Regions from separate parts of the Rattus norvegicus genome. Here region 2 is linked to region 1. The links are chromatin contacts, called in public Hi-C maps. All regions are on one chromosome and are shown on one strand. The core of a region is the stretch at or near the end of the contact, and the rest is flanking DNA. Distances in the headings are between cores, read along the strand shown.

Evidence for each region. A called contact is a pair of places that touch in the nucleus more often than the background predicts.
Region 2: a Hi-C map of Schwann cells shows a contact between it and region 1, with 4 times the contacts expected there. The contact joins the enhancer-like site here to the promoter of Slc6a6 in region 1. A contact is called at or near these places in 7 of 12 Hi-C or Micro-C datasets (the Rat2 cell line, Schwann cells, kidney and 3 more).

The regions. Positions count from the first base shown.
Region 1 is chr4:125,750,725-125,754,712 of GRCr8, forward strand. Slc6a6 (solute carrier family 6 member 6) reads left to right here and starts at 1,778. Exons shown (of 15, transcript NM_017206.2): 1 at 1,778-1,848. The region is part of intron 2 of LOC102548902 (a long non-coding RNA gene); the gene reads right to left.
Region 2 is chr4:125,801,820-125,805,807 of GRCr8, forward strand. All of the region lies in intron 6 of Slc6a6 (solute carrier family 6 member 6), which reads left to right. Among named protein-coding and RNA genes, the nearest start is that of Slc6a6, 51 kb to the left of the region's middle. Within about 2 kb of position 1,717, at least 35 of the 93 cell types and tissues checked have an H3K27ac peak or open chromatin away from gene starts, as enhancers often do. A contact at or near this core is called in Schwann cells, where this site is marked.

The DNA.
Region 1 (3,988 bases), core at 528-3,027:
GCACCTTCTGTGCACCAGGCCTGCGAAGCCTTGTGTACTTGGAGTTCAAGGACCAGATCTCCCAGCTCACAGAGCTGACTTTACAGAAAAGGAAGGCTGATGAATGCCTGAGCCACATCCTTCCATTCCTCACAGTCATCACTTGGGAGATACTGTGCCTATCATTCTTAGACTCTGGCCTTCCCAGGCTTTCCGAATCGTATCCCTGGACCTGCCGAGCCTCTGTGGCCTCCCCTGCCCTGGCTCTCGGTATAGTCTTGTGACACCATGCCTGCAGGCCCTTGCAGCCTTGCAGCCCTTGCTTCCTCTGCTCCCCACCTCCACCCCTCTGCCTGCCCAAAGGTTCTGGGCTTCCTAAAGTCTGCTCTGGGTTCAAACCAGTTACTTCTCTACTCTCCGATCTACCCCTTGGTCTCAGCCCTTTGTGCTGTGGGTAGTGACATGTGAGTCTGGATTTTTTTTTTTTTTTTTTTAAGACGGGTTTTCTCTGTATAGCCCTGTTGGAAGTCACTCTGTAAACCAGGCTGGCCTTGAACTCAGAGATCTGCCTGCCTCTGCCTCCCAGTGCTGGGATTAAAGGCACGAGTCACACTACCTCTTTATTTTGCTTCTTGGTGTCTTGTGCCAGCCTAGGACAATGGGTTCAGGCTGGCCAGGTCTGAGGCTTTTATTCTCAGTTGAAGAGGCAAGATAGACATGCTACTTGTGTGCAGAGAGAGAGTGGAGAGGAAAGAAAAGGAAGTGGGCAGAGAGGGGAAGGCCTTACTGAAGGTCACACAGCGCCACCTCAGGCTCAGCCAGGCTGTGGTGTGTACAATCAGAAGGAGGACATGCTCATTCAAATAAGGACAAGAATAATGGCACACTCCCCATCTCCATTTAAAAATAGTCACATTTGCTGACACTCGTTTGGCACTTCTTAGGTGCCTGGTGTCCTGTTCAGACTCTTTACACTGTTAACCTTGGACCCTCCCAGCAGCCAGAAGTGATGAGTTCCACTATTTTTATTTCCGTTTTACAGATGAGGAAACCAAGACACAGAAGGTCTGGGGAACTTGCCTGATGTCACACAGCCACGACAAAGTCAGGGGAGCTTCAAAAAGACAGCCTCATGTGGGCCGGGAGGGACTTGGCCCCCATTATCATTTCCACAGCAGCTCAGCCAGGCTCGCAGAGTTTCACACTGGCCAGGGAGGACTCCGAGTTGGGGAGGGAGGGGGGAGGAGGGGCAGATTCTGGCATAGACCTAGCTGCTACGGGAGCCCCAGGGCTCGTCCTTAGACCTAGGTGGATGTGTTAGAGAGCGCTGTGGTGTGCTAATGGCTATCAAGGAAGGTGACGAGCCAAGGGTCTGGGTCTCTAATGCCTCATCGCCTGCATGAGAGGCCTGAGCAGGGCCATTTGCTACCAGCGTTTTGATGGAGCATGAGGATGGGTGCGCGCGCTCGACGAGGCGAGCCCGGGTTCTTTGTGTGTCCGAGCTCCTGCGCGCGTGCGTGCATGCGTGTGTGTGTGTGTGTGTGTGTGTGTGTGTGTGTGTGTGTGTGTGTCCTGTGTGTGGGCGTGGCTGACCGCCCAGACCCCGCCCTAGGCCCCGCCCAGGCCCGGCCAAGCTGGTATTTTTCCACCCAGCAGGATGGGTGATGCGGAGAGCTGCCTGTTCAGACAACAGACACGCGAGGTCAGGGAGAAGCCGCTTATAAATTACCGCTTCCTCCGCGCCGCCGCCAGCGTCGTACTCCGGGACCTGGCTGCTGCTGAACTCCCGTGCCAAGCCGCCAACGCCGCGATCGCCGCCAATCCCGCCAGCCTCGGGCCGGGCCATCCGCTGTGGGCTTAGCCACCCAGGTACCCAGGGCGTGCGGGCCGCGACTGCAGCCCCCTCCCCGGGCCGCGCTTCGCCACCTCACCGCGTCCCTGCGGGTCTGGCCTCCCCGCGCTCTTTCATCCCCTTCACCCCTAAGGGAGGGAACGAGGGTCTCCTGCTCCGCTCTGCTGGAGAGGGAGTTATTGTTTCCCTGGCGAAGGGGCTGGGGCTACTGGTGCAGCGGCAGGTGTGTGTGTGTGTGTGTGTGTGTGTGTGTGTGTGTGTGTGTGTGTGTGTGTGTGTCCCGCGGAGAGTGTCTCCTTTTCCCTGGATATCTCTGTTTCTGAGGGTGGCTGTTTCTCCACCCTAGGCAGCCGTGTACATGTGCGCCCCGGGGTGTGTGATATTTTCAATGCCCTGGGCTGCCTTACCTGAGTGTAGTGTGGCCGTGTGGCTCTGTCTCCTGATACACACACACACACACACACACACACACACACACACACACACCTTGCCTATGCGAACCTGTACGTGCGTCTGTGTCTCCGGAACGCTAGCTGTGTGCACGTGTGTGTCCCTGATTGTGGCTGTATCCCCTGGGTCCCTGGTTGTGGGCAAGTCTAGTGTCTTTCGGCTGTACCCAAGAGGACATTCCTTGTGCCCAGTGGGCCCAATTGGCATCTTTGGTTCTCCGTAGTATTTAGGAGAGGTAAAAGGGAGGTATGGCTCCAGGTGCTGTCTGGGTGTGGCGCGCAGGTGATAGTGACAGCTGCCCCTAGGTTTGAGTAGCAGACTGAGGCCCGGAGCGACAGCCAGGGGTAATGGGCAGTGGGAAGCAAGCACCAGCTGGACACATCTTCCTCTAGGCTGCTCCCCTTCCCTTTATAGGTTCCTCTTTTGGGTGGGAGATTCTGGTCCGCTCCCACTGGGGAAGCCACACAAGGAACCAGTCTCAGGAACAGGTCCTACAGTCCCAAAGCCTCAGCCTAGACTATCCTGGGTGCAAGGGAGGCGTGTGCTCAGCAGGGCCACCGACCTGGCTATTTTGGTCACTGCTTGGCCTCTGCCAGATCCCTGCCTTCTCCAGGACCAGCCCCAAAGGCTTGGGAGACAGCCGGGGGCCCCCATTTCCTGCCTGGAGAAATAAATCATCTCAAAGACTGCCCAGGCGCTTGACCCGGAGGGTCTTCCGACTGCGGTTTAGTAGCACGTGGCTCCATTTGGATGTCAGTAAATTGGCCTCCGATTTGGCACAGCTAGCTTTCAAATAAATGTCATAGAGATCTTTTTTAAATTAAAAGAAAAAAAATTTTTTGTTTTTTTGTTGCTGGTAGGGAGGGGATCTCACCCAGAGTCTCTAAGCCAGAAGGAGTTTATTTTTATGAGAGAGCTGGTGAGTGCTTAGCAACGGCCTGCCTGCCTCCCTCTTTACCAGGGAGTCATCGGGGAGTGGGGGGTGAAAGGGAGGTGTTTTAGCAAGATGATGGTGGGTGGCTAGAGGGGGAACCTAGGCACCAGCTGAGAACCCATAACAGGATGGTATTGGCAGATGGTTGGAGGTTGCCTTAGATCTTGGTTCAGCCACCCAGCTAACCTTGGGCAATGTTTCTTGTCCTCAGTCTCTTCACCTGTAAAATGGGTGGGGCTTACTACCCATTGGATATGTCAACCAGGGATCCAAGAGTCAGTGCTTGTCCCCAGAAAGACTATGTGTCCCTCTCAATGGTGACCTTGGGTAGTTCTCTTAGCTTGGGCTTGGCTGTCCTGGCGACAAGGACGCTAAGGCCAGCCTCGCCTTGTCCTTGAAGGGATTGAGGGAGATGAGGCTGAATAAGCTTGTGGTAAGCTGTAAAGCCGGGCTCGGCTCTAGAGCTGCTGATTAGAGGGTGTCACGAGGTCTTGGGTCATTGTGGTATGTGGCAAGAGCCATGGTGCTGTCCGGAGAGAGCCTTTGTCCTTTGGGAATACCCTGGTATTGCCTGTAGCTCTGTTGTGGTCAGGCTCCCTGACTTTCTAGCCCCCTCTGTACCCACATCTGCTTGGTGGCATCCGGAGGCTCAGGGGGGTCTGGGGAAGAGCCCATTCTACAGATGGGCTAATTGAGAGCTGCCTAGGAGCCTGTACAGAATTGGGCTTCCAAAAGTTTTGCTGTGGCCAGCTATGCATTTAGGCTTCACAGTG
Region 2 (3,988 bases), core at 467-2,966, 51 kb after region 1:
CGAGTGCTACCCTAGAAGGAGGCTCCACATTGGCACACAGGAGTGCTCTGACAAGATAACACACACACAGCCCTGTGTGGCATTGTCTCTCACTGAGTAAGAACCCTGGGTGTCCACCACCCACTGGTCAGGAGCTTAGTGACCTTATGACTGGAGGACAGCCAGGTGGCCCCACTGAGCTTCTGTCACCAGCCACTGCCCTGTTCCCTGATGTGCACTGTGGGTGTGGTAAGCAAGGCTCACTGAGCCAGAGGCCAGCAGCAGCCCTACTACTGGCTACAATTATCAGCCTGCAGTGTGGACCCTAACTTTGCAAAGTGATCTGGCAGCCCCCGGAGTTTAGAGGAGATGCTGAAGTAGCGCCACCTAGCTGCCTTGTGTTACTGTCTCTGTACTCAGGTGCAGAGCCCCCTGCTGTACTGAATCTCAGTCTGAAGGGAAGCCAGCCAGGCCCTGACCACTCCCTGCTAGCATCACTCCATAGGACAAACAGAGAGAGTCAACATGATGTTGCCTGTTCTCTTAGGGACCCTGCCCACTGTGCTTCTTACTTCTGCACAGTCTTGGGAGTGTGCGTGTTATTCTCCTCTAAACACTGAGGGAGCTGAGGCTCATAAGAGGTCAGGCAGCTTGTCCGAGAGCAGCCCCTCCCTCCCTTGGCTGTTGAACAGTGAACTTGAGGGTTGAGAAGAGGCATATCACGACTCAGGTCTACAGACCAATGGATCTGCCCTACGTGCTTGAGGAAGTAGCAATTGCCTTCTGCCCTCTGCCTCATTTTCCTACAAAGAAGCTAGTCTGTCTGGGAGTACCTGGGGGAATCTGGTGCTAAGCATGCTGGACAGTCAGTCCTTTGAGCCTCTTGTGTGTGGGTCCCATTATAGAAGCGGAGTGAAGGGATCCACAATGTCCAATGTGTGTGCTGGCTGGAAAGAGCTAGGCTGCAGGAAGATAAGCAATGGGACATGTGTGACATTTATAAGGTGGCCGGGCAAAGGTGACTATGGTGACGAGACAATAGGAGAGGGGAGTAGAGAGCATCCAAAGGGGGTGCAGGCAGAGCTAATGGTCAGTGTAAAGGTTCTGGTGTGCATCTGGCCAGGCTGTAGGGAGCCCTCCTGTTAGACCAATGTTGGGGTTCAAATCTTGGCCCGTGCCCAGACAAAGCACACCAAACCAACATAGTTCCACATGGAAAGGTTTAATGAAATAAGAAGAATAGAGGGTGGAGGAACAAAGGCCAGTCGTGGGCACATGAGGGAAAGGGGGTGGGGTGGAAGAGAAGGGACAGGGAAGAGGGCACAAGAAGAGGAAGAGCAAGAGAGAGAGGGAGAGGAGGGGGCAAGCAGTCTCCTTTATAGTCAGGCACAGCTGGCTGTTGCCAGGCAACTGTGGGGCAGAGCATACCTGGCTGTTGCTAGGCAACTGTGGGGCAGAATATACCTGGCTATTGCCAGGTAGCTGTGGGGGTGGAGCTTAGACAGAATACCAGCACCTCCAGTCTTATGGAGGTTGACGTCCACAAGGCACAGTCAGCAATATTTGAGACGCAGCATACTACAAAGGGGTCAGAGCCAAGACCAAATAAGTGGCAGCTATGGCTACCATGAAAACATGACTGACCAGAGGCACCCGGACCTACCCTGAGCTATACCCTGCTTGTGGTGCACGCGTGGTTCCTAGAACAATAGCAGCTCTGATGGGTCAGAGAAGCCAAGACAAACAGCTCTGTGGACTTCCTCCAGCTCAGTGCTGAGAAGCCCTCAGAGGCCGTCCGCCTGCCTGCCTACCCCATCCAGGGGCCCACCCGCTGGCTGGCTTCAGCTTCCAGTCCTGGCTGCAAACCAGACTCCCAGCCCTGGGGGCTGAGCCTTCACCTTGGCCAAGTTTCTTTCTGTGGCTAACTTAGTTCAGGAGACGGGAGGGTGATGGATGGAGGGCCCGAGTTCAGGTGCTTGGCTTTTCTTTCCCGGCCTGCCCAACTCTCCGAGCGTCTGAAACAGGTCCCAGAATGAATGTCATTTTCACTTATTTAACAAGCCAGGTAGCTTGGACATTCACATGGCACCCCCATGAGGGTGGCAGCTCATTTAATCCTCCTGAGTTTCTCTGATCCTGTACAATTGAAACTGCGGTTCAGCAAACTTAACTAACTTTCCCAACCCTACACAGCTTGTTGGTGGCCAAACTGGGGTTTGAACTCAGGCAATTCTCTTTTCCCACCTCTCAGTCACATCCTTGTGCTGGCTAGCAGGTGCAGGGAGGCAGAAGCCTGGTATGTTCCTGCTCTCCTCTCACAAGGAGACAGACTGCCAGTGGAAGTCTGGAGGGCCTGGACGTGTATGTGGCTGGGTCTGTGGTCACACCCCAGGACAACCTGTTATGTCAGAAACAAAGCAGAATGGGGCAGACAGGGCTAGTTAGTTGTGAGTTTGAACTCAGCTCTGCCCGTTATAAATGGAATGACTTTACCTGCCCAGCCTCAGTTTCCCCTCGTGTAATGTGAGTGATTGAAAGATCTTGCTGGCCAGGCCATCTGCTCTCAAGTAAAGCTGAGTAGCAAGAGACTAGAAGTTAGCTCTCCCTTGCAATCCACCAACCTACAGAGGGCCAGGGATGAGGTGCCCGCTAAGCCTCCATTTTCCACAAGGCCTCTGGCCCTGTTATGAAAGATCAGCAACAGGAGTGGAAAAATACCACGTCCCACAGCAAGGCCTACTGGGCCACTGTCAGGGGCCCAAGGTGGCGCCTGGCACCAGCCTCTCCCTAGAGGATCCCTAGGAACAGTCACGGAAAAGTTGAGAGAATGGCTCTCGGGCTCATCCAAGGAGTAGCAGAGGCTACAAAACAAGGTTAGCCTTTTCTAAAGAGATGGCTGGAACAGCGTGAGAGGAGGTGGCAGCAACAGTAACACTCCCAAAGATAGGGGAGCCCCAAAAGTACTTGGCCTAAATGAGATGCCACTTCTGACACCTCCTTCTAACTGGGGACTCCAGGCAGGTGACATGGCCCGTGTGGCCTGTAATGGCTTCTCCAGGTATGGCCTGTATTAAGTAAGTTCATAGCACCATGCTGAGCACATAGTAAGTAAGTAGGCAAGCCAGAAAGCCCTCCCCACCCCAGTGAGCCCACCAGCGTTTCTGGCTACAATCCACTGACTTTGAAGTGTCCTAGCCCTCTGGGGAACCCTGTGGCACTCTTGTCTGTGGCTATTGTTTACCAACTTGGGTGTGGTTTTGTGTAGGGCCTCAGAGAGGGGACCTGGCCAGGGGTGCCTGCCTACCCACAGGAAGGGAGGGGACAGGAGGATTTTCTTTCTTTTATACTTTTAGTAGCTTCCTGATTGGCCCTTGTCCCAGGTGTCCGTCAGTCCATCAAGGGAAAAGAAGCAAGGGTGTCTGGGGACACAGAGGCCTAGAGGGAAAAAGGCATCCAAGGGAGGGGTGGCAGGCAGGAGAGGGCCCTCCTTTAGCCTTGTAGAATGCCACCATGGTCCGGATTGATAAGTGTTTCCAAACATTCCCTGAAGACCTTGGTGTAGAGGGTGAGGTCAGAGTTCCCCTTGAAGCGGCAGCCACAGTTGCCAACTGGGAGGTAGGACAGATGAGCCATGAACTCCAGCTGACCCTCTGGGTCAGTCTATTTATCTTAGCCTCAGAGCAGGAACCTAAGCCTATCCAGTCCACGTCTCTCCCCTTAAAGTGGGGACACCTAGTCTACAGGAGGAAGAGTGGCGAAACTAGCTGCCAGGCACTGTGCCTGAGTTCCTCTCCAAGGAGCTTGACCTCCTAGAAAGCGATGTCTTCCCTCAGGCCTTCTACCCATTGTAATGGCCAACTGCCCTGCAGTGGTGTGGCCGACCGAACAGCTGGTGGGACCAGGCAGAGGGTATTATTATCCATCTCTCCCTCATCCCAGCCCTGGCCTGCTGGAACACACAGTATGACCCTGTGGATCTCCTACAAGTGACCTTCGAGACGATCCTGCC